Linked DNA regions of Pan troglodytes: region 2 is linked to region 1. Evidence: chromatin contacts called from public HiChIP or PLAC-seq data. All regions are on one chromosome and are shown on one strand. Each heading gives the region's core, a stretch centred on a gene start, on an enhancer-like site or on the middle of the called end of the contact. The rest is flanking DNA. Distances are from core to core; before and after follow the strand shown.

Region 1 (3,053 bases), core at 77-2,576:
CCGAGGGTCCTGAGCTGAAACTCAACACCCGCCTTTGGAAGGATCGTCCCTCTTTCTCCTCCGCCCCTTCCCTTCCCCTCCCCTTTCCCCTCCCTCCTTTCTCTTAATCCCCAGGACGGAGCCCCGCGCCGGAGAGGAGAGGGCCTGAGGGGAGGAGAAAGGAACAGCACTGAGAGGGGCCAGGAGCCCAGGAAGGGGAGGGAAGGGCAGCCGCGGGCCAGGGGTGAGCCTGCGGGCCACGCGCGACCCCCGGAGCCTTCGCAGCCCTCTCAGTGTCCCCACTCCCAGCCCAGGCGAGTCCACAGGACCCGGGCCCCTGCTCCTCCTTCGCCTTCTCTTTGCTCCTTCTTTTGCTTTGTGGCCTTTCTTTCCCTTCCCAGAGACACCTGGGAGCTGCCCTCAAGCTCTGGGGCGCCCCGCGGGGCCCTGCCAAGGGTGCGTGTGAGAGGGGGCGGCGGAGCCGGCGCCGGGTGCCAGGGGCCGAGGGTGGGAGCGGGAGCTCGTGGCCCTGCGCCCTGGAGCCGAGGACTGGAAGGGGGCTGGGCCCCTCCGCCGCCTGGGCGCAGGCCGCGCTTCGGGAAGGCCGTCCCGCCTGTTCCAGGGGTGCCTACGTGCTGGTTGCTGCTGCCCGGGGCGAGGCGCCGTGGCGGCGACCTCAGACCCCCGGGCGCGCTGAGTGAGTGCGCGCGTGAAAACCGCCGCGCCGCCGGGGGTGCGAGTGTCTGGGCAGAAGCGGCCACTCCAGCGACCCAGCCCCACGGCCACGCTCTCGGGGGCCTTTGGCTCCAGGCAACTTGGGGCAAGCGTCTCAGTTCTCGCTCTCCCTTCCTCCCAGCGGGGTCGCCGCAGACCCCAGCCCTGGGAGCACCGCTCTGCAGCGCGGCCGGCGGGTGGAGACGGTTGGCCCCTAAACTCGCTCGTCCAGCCCAACCGCCCCGGCGGCTTCTCCCAGCCCTCGAGGCTCTCCTGAGCGGCCTGGAGAGGCGTCGAGCGCAGCCCAGCGCCCGCCTGCTCACCCGCCCCGGCCCCGGAAGGGAATTTTCGGATCCTGCGAGCCCGGGGCGCCCCCGCGGCCTAGGGCGGGCAGCTCCCGGGGCCTGGCCGAGCCGGTGGCGCCCGGGAGGCCGCGGGGACAGCACGCAGCGCGCGCCCTTGGATGCCGTCCCGCAGCGACGCCCCGGCCCGCCCCGCTCCTCCTCCTGCCTGGCTAGCCTGCCTCTCATTTGGGAAGTTTTGTGGGTTTTCTTTCTCCTCCTCCAACCTTGGCGGAGGCCACGACTCAGGCGCCACAGCTGGGGGCTAGAGGCCGCGGACCATGGTGCGGGGCAGCCACCGCTGAAGTCAGCAAAACCGAGCCTGGCCTGAGGCAGGCTGCGCGGGAGGCCAAAGCCATGGCCATTGCCACGTCGGTGAGTCCACCAGGGAGTGGAGGCTACCGGGGAGAGACCTCCACGGCCTGCCCTGCGCTCCTGTCACGTTATTTCTGCCCTCTCTTTGTCTCTCTCCTTGGTCCCTTTCTTCTCCAGGAGGCTGTGTCCCCCTCCTCTCACTTTTGTTTCCCTTCTCCCTCTCACTCCTCATCCCCTGCTCCTCCTGGCTCAGGGCTCGCCCCTCTTCCCCGCCCCCTCCCCATTCTCCTTTTTCTTCCTAGAGGCTGCGCCTGAATGGAGGGGAGGGGGCAAGCGTAGCCCGAGTCCTATCTGCTCCTTTTGGGCGGGAACAGATGGCCACTGGTGGTTGGCAGAGGCTTATGATTGGGAGGCAAGTAAAAGGTTTGGAGGGGGCTGAAAGGACCTAGTGGCTCACGGAAAACGGAAAATGAGAGGCTGAAGGACCCAAGGAGGCCCATCTCGAGACGAGGGATAGGGAAAAAAGGGAGATAGAGCAAAGGAGGGAGATCAGGCAAGGAGAAAGGGAGGAGGGGAGGTGATGTCAGCCAGCCTCAGGCCACTTTCCAAGGATCGGGACAAAGGGAGGAGACAGCTGGCATGATGGGACAGTGGGAGGAGGCCTCCCAGAGAGCACAGAGGCTCTCTGCCACCCACATTAGGCTGGCCATTCCCTCACCAGTCAGCTGGGCTGCTGGGGGATAGAGCAGGAGTGGTCACACCCATCATCAATCAGTCCATCAACAACTGTCCTGCAATGGCAGGGCCCAGAGGCTTGGCTCCATTGGACAGAACTCAGTCCTAACACCGGGAGGAGCGCTCTACAGCCCCACCTCTGCTTTCTGTTCTACAGTCTATGCAGTCTGAATCCAGGCAGCTTTGTTCCCTTTCCACCCTCTTCTAGGTCCTGCCTAAGATTCCCAGGGAAGCGAGGCCGTCACCTGCTTTCTGTTCCCTTCTCAGTGGGGACTCTCGGAGAGAGACTGGAAAGAGAAGCACAGAGCCACCCAATGTCCTCCCATACCCTTTGAGGACAGGTTCAAGTTTGGTTCTTTCTCAGACCAAACTCCATTTTTTATTTTTTTATTTTTATTTTTTTTGAGACAAGGTCTCACCCTGTCACCCAGGCTGGAGTGCAGTGGCACAATCACGGCTCACTGCAGCCTTGACCTCCTGGGCTCAGGTGATCCACCTACCTCAGCCTCTTGAGTAGCTGGGACTACAAGCACGCACCACCACATCAGCTTTTTGTATTTTTTGTAGAGGCGGGGTTTTGCCATGTTGCCCAGGCTGGTCTCAAACTCCTGGGCTCAAACAATCCATCCGCCTCAGCCTTCCAAAGTGCTGAGATTACAGGCATGAGCCACCGCACCTGGCCCCACATTCCTTTTAGTCCCTCAATCTGTAACGATGGCCAGGAAACCCTAGCTCAGAGTGGGGAAGGAGGCCCTCTGGAGATAGAGTACCTCTGGGCGTACTCTGGCATAGAGATACTGGTTCAGAAACCAGCTGGTCAGCTTTGTAGTCCCAAGAACGTAGATTTTTCTTTTTGGGGTCAGGGGCATTTATGCTAATCAAACTCACAGGATTCTAATAACAGCTATTATTTATTGAGCATTTACTGCACCTGGCCCTGTGCTACGCTTTGTCATAGTTTCTTTATGC
Region 2 (3,059 bases), core at 276-2,775, 100 kb before region 1:
TTCTTAAAGAAGAGACCATCTTTTACTGAACCACAGGGAGGAGAAAAGGACTGAGAGAGTAGTGACTGAAGGACTGTAATTTTGTTTGTACTAGTTGAACTTACAATGCATAGAACTACACAACTCCCCGACTTATGACTTAATTTCCACTTTACGAGGGTGTAAAAGGAATATGCATTCGGTAGAAACCGTCCTTTTCTCGTGATGCTGGGCAGCGGCATCAAGCCTAAATTTCGACTTATGAGGTTTTCGAATTACAATGGGTTTATCAAGCCATAACCTCCATCGTTAAGTCGAGAAGCATCCGTATATAAGTGTATATTACCTGGGCACCCAAAGGGCAAGTCATGTTACCATTCCAAGCACTGGTTTCCTTAGCTATATGAATAAAGGAAAACTATTCAGATAATTTCTTTTTGGAGTTTCTTGTATTCCCTTGGGTGCAGAATCAATTACTTAGAATTCTGGCGTGAAAAGGTTTTGATTACATCATTTTACTCTTAAGATTTTTGGAAGCATTCACGTATCTCAATCACCAAAGTTTTGAGGTGAAGCACACAAACTCAAAGCCAATCCGTGACTAATTTATTCCAGAGGCGACACTACTCACTTGCTCCTGGAGATTTTTCAGAAGTGTCACGGCACTTGGCAGGTCTGACTCCAGCACCCCCTACAGAAGGGAGAGGAGGCGTAAAGAAAAGTCATTCTTTCCTCAGGATTATAAGAAAGCGGAAAGTCTAGAGTGGGAAACTGCCCTCTCTCCGTCAGACACCCAGACTCGGGGCCTTCACACTCGGGTTCACAGACTCGCCTTAAAGCCAGCCCCTTGGGTTACTGGACAGGAACGGTAACTCTAGGGAGGCCGCCTTCCTGAAGCAACTTTCATCACCACCCTTCCCTGGTACCAACAGTTTGCCTCCAGCCGCTGAAGGCAAAGGAAAACTCCACAATAGCTACGCGAGGGAGAAACCACACCAAACTCACCAGCGCCGCCATCTTCGCAAAGCCCACCCCTTCCGGTTTCGTACTTCCTGAGCTCTAAGGGCGTCTTGATAGATTTGATAGACAACTGCCGCTTGCAAATCTAAGCCAATACGAATAAGGGCTCTCTCACTTCCGCCCCCAACAGGATAAACGAGAGGAGGAGTCTGATCTGGCCAATGGAATAAAGGAACTGGCTAAATTCGTCAGACTCAGAAAGAGACGTCAGGACGAAAAAAAAAGCACTTGGCAAGGAGCGTGTGATTGGTAGACTGAGTAAAATGATTGACGGCAAGCCAATAAGAGACAGGCAAATAATTGATTGACAGTTGGAAGGACCAATAGAAAAAAGGAATTAGCAGAGCGAACTTAGCGCGTATTGGCTCCCGTCTGCCGCAGCACCCAGAGTCTTTTTTCACGGCACTTTTCTTGTAGTGCCTGAACCGGCCGCTAGGTGATGGGCCTCGGCTTTGCTTTGCGGTGTCGACATTGCAGAGCCGCCATTGCTGGCTGCTCATCCAACAGCCACCGCGCCAAATGCCTCACAGACCCGGTGGCCCTGGAATCGATTCTGTAACAGTACTCCTTGTGTGACCGTGGACAAGTCACTCGGTCTCTGAGCCTTCTTCATCTGTAAATAAGAGAGCGAGGCTAGAGAAGCCCAGAGCCAGAGTTTAGAAACCGAGTGCGAGGACACCTGCCCTCTTGGTGTGCACTGTGGAGCGCTGAGAAACGGCTCCAATAACGCCCCGACACTCTTCGCTCCTACCAGTTTGGGGACATGAAAAGAATACGTTTTACAAGTTGGGGAACCGTTCATATTTACATGACTGACCGCGGTCACACAGGTCTTCAGCAGAACTTGGTTCAAACTCTGGCAGTGCATGTTTCAGTATAACCTGCCTCATCATTACCCAGTGCTTTCAGATGTGTTCTCTCACTCTGGTTTTTCACAAGCTGGTGAAGTAGGTTGGACGGATACTCATTGTTCCCATCCCATGCCTTAGGAAATAAAGCACCGAAAGGGTGAATGATAGTGTATAATTTTTTGTTCACAACTCGTCCAACAGAGCTGGGTCTAGAGATCAGATCTTACCGACTTGAAGCTGTCTTTTGGAATTAAGAATAACACCTGTATCTGGGCAGGTGGGGTACGGAAATCCTGGTATCTAGATCTTGCTGGATTCAAGAAGGCAGGAGGGTGTTCAGTCCCCACTCCTCTAACATTTATTTGCTGCTTCAGGCCCACCGTGGAAGCTCAGGACGCTGTTGCAGCATACTTAGTCAATTATCCAGTAGCTTTTGTAATGTTTTGTTAAGATTTGTATTATGAAAAGTTTCTATTTCTACATAAATTTTCGGACCTGTCTAATTAGATCAGCAATAAACTTTTCCTTTTCGGGGAATTTGAAATTTAGTTTGTTCATATGCTTTATGATAGCAATGAGAAAACAAATTGCACTGCCATATTTTGGGTTTTTTTGAGACCACGTCTCACTCTGTCGCCCAAGCTGGAGTGCAGTGGCGTGATCTCGGCTCACTGCAACCTCCGCCTCCCGGGTTCAAGCGATTCTCCTGTCTCGCCCTCCCGAGTAGCTGGGACTACAGGCACTTGCCACCACACCCGGCTGATTTTTTTTTTTTTTTTTTTTTTTTTTTTTTTTTTAGTAGAGACAGGGTTTCACCATGTTAGCTAGGATGGTCTCGATCTCCTGACCTCGTGATCTGCCCGCCTCAGCCTCCCAAAGTGCTGGGATTACAGGCGTAAGCCACCGCGCCCGGCCTTTTTTTTTTTTTTTTTTTTTTTTTTTTTGAGCGGAGTCTCATACTGTTGCCCAAGCTGGAGTGCAATGCCGCGATCTTGGCTCACTGCAACTTCTGCCTCCCTGTTCAAGCGATTCTCCTGCCTCAGCCTCCTGAGTAGCTGGGATTACAGGCACCCGCCACCATGTCCAGCTCATTTTTTGTATTTTTAGTAGAGACGGGGTTTCTACTAAACCATGGTTGGCCAGGCTGGTCTCAAATTCCTGACCTCACTATCCACCTGCCTCAGCCTCCCAAAGTGCTGGGATTACAGG

What was found. HiChIP or PLAC-seq counts read pairs in DNA pulled down with a chosen protein or histone mark.
Region 2: a contact with region 1 is called in an H3K4me3 HiChIP or PLAC-seq map of stem cell-derived excitatory neurons, with 3 times the contacts expected there. The contact joins the promoter of NGDN here to the promoter of EFS in region 1. A contact is called at or near these places in 1 of 7 Hi-C or Micro-C datasets (stem cell-derived neural progenitor cells) and 1 of 1 datasets of contacts at active chromatin or transcription factors (stem cell-derived excitatory neurons).

What each region holds. Positions count from the first base shown.
Region 1 is chr15:21,734,712-21,737,764 of NHGRI_mPanTro3-v2.0_pri, reverse strand. EFS (embryonal Fyn-associated substrate) reads left to right here and starts at 1,326. Exons shown (of 7, transcript XM_009427503.4): 1 at 1,326-1,409. The coding sequence starts at 1,392.
Region 2 is chr15:21,838,661-21,841,719 of NHGRI_mPanTro3-v2.0_pri, reverse strand. It overlaps NGDN (neuroguidin), which reads right to left and starts at 1,525. Exons shown (of 11, transcript XM_001163084.8): 1 at 985-1,525; 2 at 611-670. The coding sequence starts at 996.